Linked DNA regions of Ovis aries: region 1 is linked to region 2. The links are chromatin contacts, called in public Hi-C maps. All regions are on one chromosome and are shown on one strand. The core of a region is the stretch at or near the end of the contact, and the rest is flanking DNA. Distances in the headings are between cores, read along the strand shown. Region 1 overlaps LDLRAD3 (low density lipoprotein receptor class A domain containing 3). Region 2 holds the start of PAMR1 (peptidase domain containing associated with muscle regeneration 1).

Region 1 (4,889 bases), core at 1,140-3,639, 430 kb before region 2:
GGGACAATGCCATCTGCAGCAGCACAGGCGGACCCAGAAATTATCCCACCAAGTGAAGCGAACCAGAAAGATACCACAAGGCATCTCTTGCATGTGGAATTTCAAATAGGCCGCAAACGAACCTACCTATGAAACAGAAACAGACTCACAGGCAGAGAGAACAGACTTGTGTTTGCTAAGGGGGAGGGTTGGGGGAAGGATGGAGTGGGAGGTTGGGATAAGCAGATGTAAGCTATTATGCAGCATATGGATAAACAACAACGTCCTATTTGCATAGCACAGGGAACTATCCTCAGTATCCTATGATAATCATGATAGAAACAAATATTGTAAAAATGAATGTATTGATATATATGTATAACTGAATCACTTCGCTATACAGCAGGTATTAACATAACATTGTGAATAAACTACATTTCAATTAAAAAAGACAAATTAAAAAATACCGAAATTTTAAAAGTACCCTGTTGTAGGGGCTTTAAAGCAGACTGGGGGTGACAGAAAAGAAGGAAAGCTGACGAACTTTAGCCGAAGAGCAGAGTAGTAGAATCTATGCAATCTGGACAATGAAAAGAAAAAAGATGGATTAAAAAATGAACAGAGCTTCAGGGACCTAAAATTGTTAGCAGAACCTCATTTAAAAAAAAAAAAAGAAAGAGGGCTATAAACCAAGTACAATTCAGTTAAAGAGAGAGAAAGTATAGCTTAAAATGTACTAAGTACGGCAACAGACAAAATCCTACAGATTCAGAGAGAACCCTCCCAGGATAAACTCAAAGAAATCCACATACCCAGATACATTATCATCTAACTGCTGAAAACTAAAGACCAAAAAGATCTTCAAAGCAGCCAGAGGAAAACAGTCTGTTCTCTAGAGGAAAACAATTTAAAATAACTACAACTTTCTCACGGGAAATGAGAGAAGCCAGAGGAAGTGGCACAACATCTTAAAAGGGCTGTGGAGGAAGGAACTGTCACCCCAGAATTCTCTATGCAGTAAAAAATATCCTTCAGGAAAGCAGGTAAAATAAAGACATTCGCAGATGAAGGAACACTAAGAGCATTTGTTGCCAGCAGTACTGCTTTAAAAGAATTGCTAAAGGAAGTTCTGCAGACAGAAGGAAAATGATATGAGAAAAACACTTGGAACAACATGAATCAAGGAAGAGCAGTCAAAATGGTAAATATCTGGGTAAATATCTATAATAGATGAGTCTTCTCCTCTGGAGTTCTTTAAAATATATCAGAAAAGTTCAAGCAAGAATCAGAACATTGTCTTTTGGGTTTTTTTAAGTACACAGATGTACTATCTATACAACTATAATATAAAGATATCCATAGTGTGATCAGGTTTCTACGCTCCTTATCACTCTATGGGGCAATATTGATTCAAAGCCGCCTGTGAGAAGATTGACTGCTGGTTTCAGAACTTTTCTGCTGGATCCAATCCATTATAAAACTCCCTATCAATTTTTCATCTAATGGTTTTAGTAGCCACTGAAGATCTCCATTTCTTCATTAAGGGTAATAAAATAGACATACTCTCTCATTCTTCTATTAGCTGATATTCTTCAATTAAAAACAGAACTTTCCTAAGTCAGCTATTTAATTACTCAGAAACACAATTCATGTACCAAAAGGGAGGATAAAGGCTTGATTCTTTCATTTACCAGTTTCCAAGTAGTGAACTAGAACAGCTCTTCTCAAATGGCAGATAATGGATATAATTTACTCATTTAGACTACTGAAGACCAATATCCAAACATTTAAATGATACAGGGGTCTTTAATTATGGCAGAGAATACACAGGATGGTGCAATCATTTACAATGTACATACTATAAGGCATCACATCTGCTTTAATTGCCAATGGATTACTCTCTAGAATGTATGTATACGTGACAAGATATAAAAAGAATCCGCCCTCCTCCTTAGATGATAAGATTTCTGTGGACGCTAGGAACTTGAGACCAGGCAGATACTCACAAAAGGACTAAGTAAAACATGGGCACACCTTGTTTTATTGAGCTTCACTTTATTACACTTTGAAGATATTGCTTTTTTTTTTTTTAAACAAACTGAAGATGTGTGGTAACCCTGCGCTGAGCAAGTCTGTGACCACCATCTTTGCAACAGCATTTGCTCTCTCTGTGTTTCCGTGTCACATTTTGGTAACTTAAGCTTTTTCTTCATTATATTTGTTATTGGTGATCGGTGATCGGTGATCTTTGCTGTTACTATTAACACTTTTTTGTTCTGTGTTTTTAAAGTAAGGTAGGTATATTGCTTTTTCTTCCCAGACAGAATGCAAATGTGCACTTAAGAGGCTACGGCATAGTGTAGTCATAACTTTTATATGCACTGGGAAACCAAAAAACTCATGTGACTCACTTTATTGCAACATTTGCTTTATTGCTGTGGTCTGGAACCAAGCCCACTGTATCTCAGAGGTATGTGTGTATAAAAGAACCATGTCTTTAGCCGTTCAAAACCAAAGGCAAAATCCTAATAGACATGGTCTTCCCCATAATCACTCAGTTTTGCTTTAAGCCACTCTGCATTTTTAAAGTCAATTACTCTGGCTAGCCACCACACGCAGCACTTTTCAGATATCATCTCATCTAATCCTCACAACTGGAGAAGGCAATGGCACCCCACTCCCATGCTCTTGCCTGGAAAATCCCATGGGCGGAGGAGTCTGGTAGGCTGCAGTCCATGGGGTCGCGAAGAGTCGGACACGACTGAGCGACTTCACTTTGACTTTTCACTTTCATGCATTGGAGAAGGAAATGGTAACCCACTCCAGTATTCTTGCCTAGAGAATCCCAGAGATGGGGGAGCCTGGTGGGCTGCTGTCTATGGGGTCGCACAGAGTCGGACACGACTGATGCGACTGAGCAGCAGCAGCAGCAATCCTCACAACAAACGTGGAAAAAGTCTGTCAGTATCCCCATTTTAGAGGAAAGCCACTGTGCAAGCAGATTATGTAAGATGCCTAACTTGTGCTTCCCCAGGGCAGAACACAAATCTGAGGCCAGACCCCAGCTCCAAAGTCATTTTGCTCAGCCAGGCCCCTGACCCTGTTAATGACATGCACCCTCCTGGCTAAAGTGGCTTTCAGCCACTTCCCTACCATTGGACAATCTAGCAGCTCTGCCATAGCTCTGCCACTTGTGACTCAGAAGATGAAATAAGGCAGCAGAAGGCACACAGGAGAGTTTATAAACTCTGTGTCCCTCTTGGGAGGGTACAGCAATGATTGTTCCATGGAAAGATATAAAGAACACAGGAGACAGTCACTCTTCTCTTTGAAGACTTAAAATAGAAGCAACAGGGTAAGAGAAAATCAGTTTATCAAACCAATCACTAAAGTCATTAAAACTTTTGTTTTAAAAAAATTAATAACATGAGAAAATGGTCACAATAAAGAGGACATCTCAATTAAGCATATTAGAGAAGATAGATAGAAACATAGATGGAGTGGGGGATGACTATCACAAAATAGCCCACATATTAACAGGGCTTTTTCCTAGGCAGTTTTGCTTTCCTCTTTATCAGTTCAGTTCAGTCACTCAGTTGTGTCCGACTCTTTGTGACACCATGAGTTGCAGCACGCCAGGCCTCCCTGTCCATCACCAACTCCTGGACTTCACTCAAACTCATGTCCATCGAGTCAGTGATGCCATCCAGCCATCTCATCCTCTGTCATCCCCTTCTCCTCCTGCCCTCAATCCCTCCCAGCATCAGGGTCTTTTCCAATGAGCCAACTCTTCGCATGAAGTGGCCAAAGTATTGGAGATTCAGCTTCAGCATCAGTCCTTCCAATGAACACCCAGGACTGATCTCCTTTAGGATGGACTGGTTGGATCTCCTTGCAGTCCATGGGACTCTCAGGAGTCTTCTCAAGCATCACAGTTCAAAAGCATCAATTCTTCGGTGCTCAGCTTTCTTCACAGTCCAACTCTCACATCCATACATGACCACTGGAAAAACCATAGCCTTGACTAGATGGACCTTTGTTGGCAAAATAATGTCTCTGCTTTTCAATATGGTATCTAAGTTGGCCATAACTTTTCTTCCAAGGAGTAAGTGTCTTTTAATTTCATGGCTACAATCACCATCAGCAGTGATTTTGGAGCCCCAAAATATAAAGTCTGACACTGTTTCCCCATCTATCTGCCATGAAGCGATGGGACCAGATGCCATGATCTTAGTTTTCTGATTGTTGAGCTTTAAGCCAACTTTTTCACTCTCTTCTTTCATTTTCATCAAGAGGCTTTTTAGTTCTTCTTCACTGTCTGCCATAAGGGTGGTGTCATCTGCATATCTGAGGTTATTGATATTTCTCCCAGCAATCTTGATTCCAGCTTGTGCTTCTTCCAGCCCAGTGTTTCTCATGATGTACTCTGCATATAAGTTAAATAAGCAGGGTGACAATATACAGCCTTGACGTACTCCTTTCCCATTTTGGAACCAGTCTGTTGTTCCATGTCCAGTTCTAACTGTTGCTTCCTGACCTGCATACAGGTTTCTCAAGAGGCAGGTCAAGTGGTCTGGTCATCCCCCACTCCATTTATGTTTCTATCTATCTGTCTTCTCTAATATGCTTAATTGAGATGTCCTCTTTATTGTGACCATTTTCTCATGTAATTAAATTTTTTTAAAACAAAAGTTAAAAAAATTTTCCACAGTTTATTGTGGTCCACACAGTCAAAGGCTTTGGCATAGTCAATAAAGCAGAAATAGATGTTTTTCTGGTACTCTCTTGCTTTTTCCATGACCCAGTAGATGTTGGCATCTCAATCAAGCATATTAGAGAAGATAGATAGATAGAAACATAGATGGAGTGGGGGATGACTATCACAAAATAGCCTACATATTAATGGGGCT
Region 2 (5,014 bases), core at 1,525-4,024:
TATTAAAGTAGCCAAAAGTTGCTTTGAGCTAGAGGTCGTTAAATAAAAAGAAGATAACAGGTAAGATTATTTGGACCCACATGTCAAATAAAATGCCAAGATAAAACACCAATGGGCCATTACAAAAATACATTCATAAACTGCCTCCCTCTCCTCTCTCCTATGGGTCAAAACGAAGCTTAAGAAAATACAAAGATGTTTTCTAAGTTTGAAATCTCCAAGAAGTTAAGGGTCCATACGCCATATACAAAGTACTACACACTTTCCTGGTCTGACAATGGCTGCTCTGAGGGGACCATGCAGTTAGTACCTGGAGGGGGCAGGACGGGGAGGAGGGCTGGTGGGGGGGTATTAACCAGTACAATCTCTTCAGAGAGCTGGATGAATCCAGATATTGGAGAGTATGATCTCCTGGATGCAATGGAATTTATGTTGGGAGATTAAAGAGAAGAATTGATTTATGACTTTCTCTACCTGTTTGCAACATGTGCTCAACTTATTATCGGTATACATTGAGATGCACGGTAATTACAGTGTTGAAAAATCAGGTGCAACACACGACCACAGTAGTTAAGCTTAAGGGGGGCGGGCATTTGTCGTATTTCAGTCTGCACATCTGGTTCTATCATATTTGCCAAATGATTAATATAGGACTTTATTACAGTGAAATCCTTTTATATCAAAGTTTTATTTGCCAGGAAATAGAATATTTTCCTTCCATGTCCTTCTCCACCATCCCCCACGTTCTCTGCTGAACTCTGAAATATCCAGCGCTAGGATTCATTTGAGTGAGCAGGACAGGGAATCTGCTCTTGCCTTTGTTCAGCTCTTAAGTTCTGTGGTCACAACTGGGATATACATGCGTCCTTTGTTGTAAAAGCACATCCACAAGGGAGAAACCCTTAAGCTTATTCACAAACCAGGTAGGATGTCAGATGCCTCCAATAGTTAAAACCACAGGAATTAAATTATAAATTTTAAACTCCCTTTTATTGAAATATAAGTTTGTTTAGTATATTTACACCACACTTTATGCACATATATACATAGAAGGCAAATTCTGTCAAATAAAAAAAAAGTTTTTCTTAATAAAAAATAAAAATAAAAACAAAGTAAAGTGCATAAAACGGATTATTTTTTCTCCTTCTGGTGAACATCCTCATTGTCAAAATTTTGGCCGGTTGGGAAGGGGGAGGGATTAGAAATTCATTCTTTGACTCCGTGCACACAGGCAGCCCTGCATTTGTAGCCTTCAGGCCAAGGCGACAAGCTGTTAAGGAACAAGTCAGACAAACTGCCAGGGTCTGCAGGGCTCCCCCCATTCTGTAGGTCCTGCTCCCTTTGTCCTATCGGAGCGGTTCCCCAGCTCTTAACAGTGACCTCACCATCACGGAGCCGGAACAAAGAGAGAACACGGGAACGGGGCTCCACCAGCCAGTGTCAGAGCCCTGCTCCCGGGCCACCAGCGCGGCGATCGGTAGGAAATTGCAGAATTAGCTCAATGGCTCCAATAGAAGTTTTCCTTTTTCGGGAAAGGAAGGGGCGGGTGGAGGGGTTGCCAAGGAAGGGGCTGTATCTCCTACCGAGACTGCCACTCGGGGGCCAAACTCCGGCAGCAGCCAGTTTCTTTGGATGCAAACTCCGTGCTGGCACAGCGAGGAATCCTTTTATAGGCTGGGTGAGCTCATCCTCCCAGAACTTTGAAAGGAAACTGCTTGGGACTGCGAGAAAGGGGCAGGTGGGTGAAGCGGAAGTTTTTGGTCGCCTTCGCGCTCGGGTCTCCGGCTGGGCGTTGGCCGGCTGGTCCGCAGGAGGCGGCAGAGGCGACGGCCCTTCCCCCCATCATCCATCCCCCAGCCAGGGGTCTCACACTCTCTCTTCCTCCGGGTAATGCTAAGTCCCGGGTCGGCGGCCGTACTTAGCCTTACAGTGCAAAATGTGCTTGGCAAGGAAGTCGAGGCGGCGCTGCAGCAGCTGAGCGTGGGGGTCGGCGAGCGCGGCCAGCTCCGGGAAGCGAGGCTCGTGGTGCTGGTAGAGGCGCAGCAGCCGGGCGGCCGCGTCCTGGCCTCGGTGTAGCTCCAGGACGCGCCGCGCCGTCCGCTCTCGGAACACGCACACAGACTGCAGCAGCGGCTCGTTATATTTGTCCCACATGCCTGCCACCCGGTAACCGTGCACCAAGCCCGCCTCGTTGTCCAGAAAGACCAGCGCCCCGCCGGGGCCGCGGTGCAGGTTGCTGGTGGCTCGGTGCATGACCCGCGGGTCCCACTGCAGGCTGAAGAGGTTGCTGACTAGCCGGTCGAAGTTGGCCGTCAGGTAATCGAAGAGGATCAAGTCGGTCCATTGCACCAGGTCCACCAGCTCCGCCCGGCTCCGGTTGGCCAGCTCACCGCCGCCGGCGCGCAGGGGCCGCAGACGGCCGTCCTCGGAGCGCCAGGGCGCGGGCACCACTACGTCGGTGAGGTTAGGCAGCCAGCGAGTCAGGCTTACCACGCTGCCCTCGGTCCAGTGCGCGGCACGAAGCTCCTCCTGCACCTGAGCCCACTGCGCGCCCCGAGCCTCCACCCGAGCCAGTGCCAGCGGCGGCACGTGGCGCTGGAGGCCCAGCAAGCGCGCCAGGTAGTAGGACAGGGCCTCGCCCTGGATCTGCTCCGGGTTGATGCCGTAGCGCACGCAGGCGCGGGTGCCGTCGGCGAAGCGGGCCAGCCGGTTGGAACTGCGCCCGCAGCCCCCGCGCTCCAGGGCCACCACCCGGGCGCGGCGCGCCGCCTCCAGCCACGCCGCCGCCTGGGCCTCCGAGAAGCCCCGGGGCACCTGCTCCTCCAGGCCGCGGCTCCAGAAGACGCCCCCGTGCACCGCGGCGCGTTCCTCCGGCCGGGGCCGCCCGGTTGGCACGTGCCGCCTGCGCTCACCCGGGGGCTGCCCGGGCGGGCCGTCCGCGCCTGCCGCCAAGGTGAGCAGCGCCCGGAAAGTTTTCAGGGAGCCGCCGCGGGCGTCCCGCGCCAGGGGTGGGGGCAGAGGAAAGCGAGGCGCGGGCTCCCGGCCGCCGCTCCGGGCCAGGTGCCGCGGGAGTCCGTCTTCGGGCGTCCGGGAGGTGGGTAGCTCGGTCCTCGGCGGCAGGAGTCCGCCCCACAGCGCCAACAGCGAGCCCAGCGCCAGCAGCCAGAGCCCGGCGGTGGCGGCGGCGCCCCGCATCCTCCTGCCCATGCTCCGCGGCCACGCCGGTGCCGCCGCCGCTTCAAGCCGAGCCCCGGCGCCCGGGTCCCGGTGGCGAGGCGGGCCCGGCAGCTCGTCGGCTCCGGGGCTCCGGGCGCCTCAGCTCCATCGCGGCTGCGGGGACCTGCCTAGCGCTCCGCCCGGCACTGAGAACTCGCCTGGCTGCCGCTTCCCAGCTGCTTTTGTATTTCGCTGTGAGACCCTCCGGCGGGCGCGATTCACAGGCGCCCGGACCACGTGGGAGCGAGGGCGGGGGGAATCCCCCTCCCCCTCCTCCGCCGCCGCTCCCCGCCCCCCACTCCTCCGCCCCCTTCCCCTCCTCTTCCCCTTAAAGCGGCGATGGCTCCTTCCAAGCGGGAGCAGCGGCCCCACACTCAGTCCGGGACTTAGGGGCCGCGAGCTGGAAACCCGGCTGCAGGCGCCCGCGCGGGGGCGTGGGAGCAGGCGGCACGGAGTTGGAGTCGCGCGGGGTGGTAACGACGCGCCGCTGGCTCTCATGGGGGTTGCAGTGGGCGCGGAGTCTCTCCTGCAAGTTCAGAGTAACCCCCAATCGAGCTCCGGGCGCCGCCCGGAGTGAATGGAGGCGGGTCTTCTTGCCTTGTCCGTTTCCAACGGTGTGATTCACTCTGCCTTATATAAATCCCCGGGGAGCTCTCCGAGCCACAGAGGATGTGACTCCAGCCGGGTTAGAAGAACCATCTGTAGCAAACAACTTTGAACCGACACCGCCTTTCCCGAGCGCGCTCACTGCCCTGGTCCTGTGTGCTCTGAGATTGGTCGCTCGCCCTTTCCCGAGGGACTCTCTGGGAATTCGACCTCACTGTGCAAGAACACCTAGGCAGGTTTCATTCAACAAAGCCTCTGTCCTCGCTTCTGGACACGGAGCAGTAAAATCCACAGATGCGGTCCCCTGCTCACGGAGCTCACTCACAGTCTAGGGAGATGTTTAGGTTGCCACGACAGCCTTACAACTCAAGATCCGACCTAGTCCAGGGGACGGGGCCTCAGAGACGGGTCTCTAGAGAATGACACGATTCGGCTCCCGGGGGACGCAGAAGGGATCGAGCTTGCTCAAGACCACACAGGCAGTAAGTGAAGAAACTAAAATTCAAACGGGGGTCTCCAAGTAGCATGCCGCTTGATTTTCCCTCTATCAGGAAAGTTCACTATTTTTAGTCAAGTGGCCAGCATTCTTATTTTTTGAAGGCTCACTGTCATTTAGTCACTTTATGCCCCACATGTGATTTTCAATTCAACAAATGAAAAAACAACATACTGCATTTGACTTACTGGTTTAATGGTTTTAAGGGAAGAAGTGTTTAGGGAAGAGGGTGGAGGAGCAGAAAATGATGATAATAAAATGAAAAACAAAAACCAGCAAACCACATTGTCTTCCAGACACTTTTGGGTTCAGTCCACCAGGAAAGTTATTGGATAAGAACTGGCTCTCCCTCTTAGCTCTGTGCATGAGACTCTGTCCCAGATCCAAACCAAGATTCTCAGGTAAGACACGAGATGAGGGGTGGGGCTGGATCCCACCTCTGAAAGCAAGGGTTTGAAATCTGTTTCCTTTCACCTGTTTCTCTTGCCTTTATCCCCTCATCAGATGCACATGGGGGTTTTCAACTGCATCAGTGCGTCACCTGGTACTGATTATACTTATTTGCCAAAAAATGAATGTTCTAGAGTTATAGGGCAAGCACCCTAAGGTTTGTGACTAAATAGAGGCATCTGAAGACCACATCTAGAGACTTCCAGAGCTGCCTCAGTATACCTTCAAGTGTTTTCATATTGACTG

The links. Hi-C and Micro-C count contacts between places; a contact is called where the count stands out from the background.
Region 1: a Hi-C map of tail adipose tissue shows a contact between it and region 2, with 2.8 times the contacts expected there. The contact joins the enhancer-like site here to the promoter of PAMR1 in region 2. A contact is called at or near these places in 4 of 16 Hi-C or Micro-C datasets (hypothalamus, muscle and tail adipose tissue).

The regions. Positions count from the first base shown.
Region 1 is chr15:65,380,736-65,385,624 of ARS-UI_Ramb_v3.0, reverse strand. The region is part of intron 4 of LDLRAD3 (low density lipoprotein receptor class A domain containing 3); the gene reads right to left. Among named protein-coding and RNA genes, the nearest start is that of LDLRAD3, 130 kb to the right of the region's middle. Within about 2 kb of position 2,389, at least 10 of the 54 cell types and tissues checked have an H3K27ac peak or open chromatin away from gene starts, as enhancers often do. A contact at or near this core is called in tail adipose tissue, where this site is marked.
Region 2 is chr15:64,946,365-64,951,378 of ARS-UI_Ramb_v3.0, reverse strand. It overlaps PAMR1 (peptidase domain containing associated with muscle regeneration 1), which reads left to right and starts at 2,774. Exons shown (of 13, transcript XM_012096235.5): 1 at 2,774-2,953. FJX1 (four-jointed box kinase 1) reads right to left here and starts at 3,412. Exons shown (of 1, transcript XM_060400056.1): 1 at 1-3,412. The coding sequence starts at 3,207. The coding sequence ends at 1,894.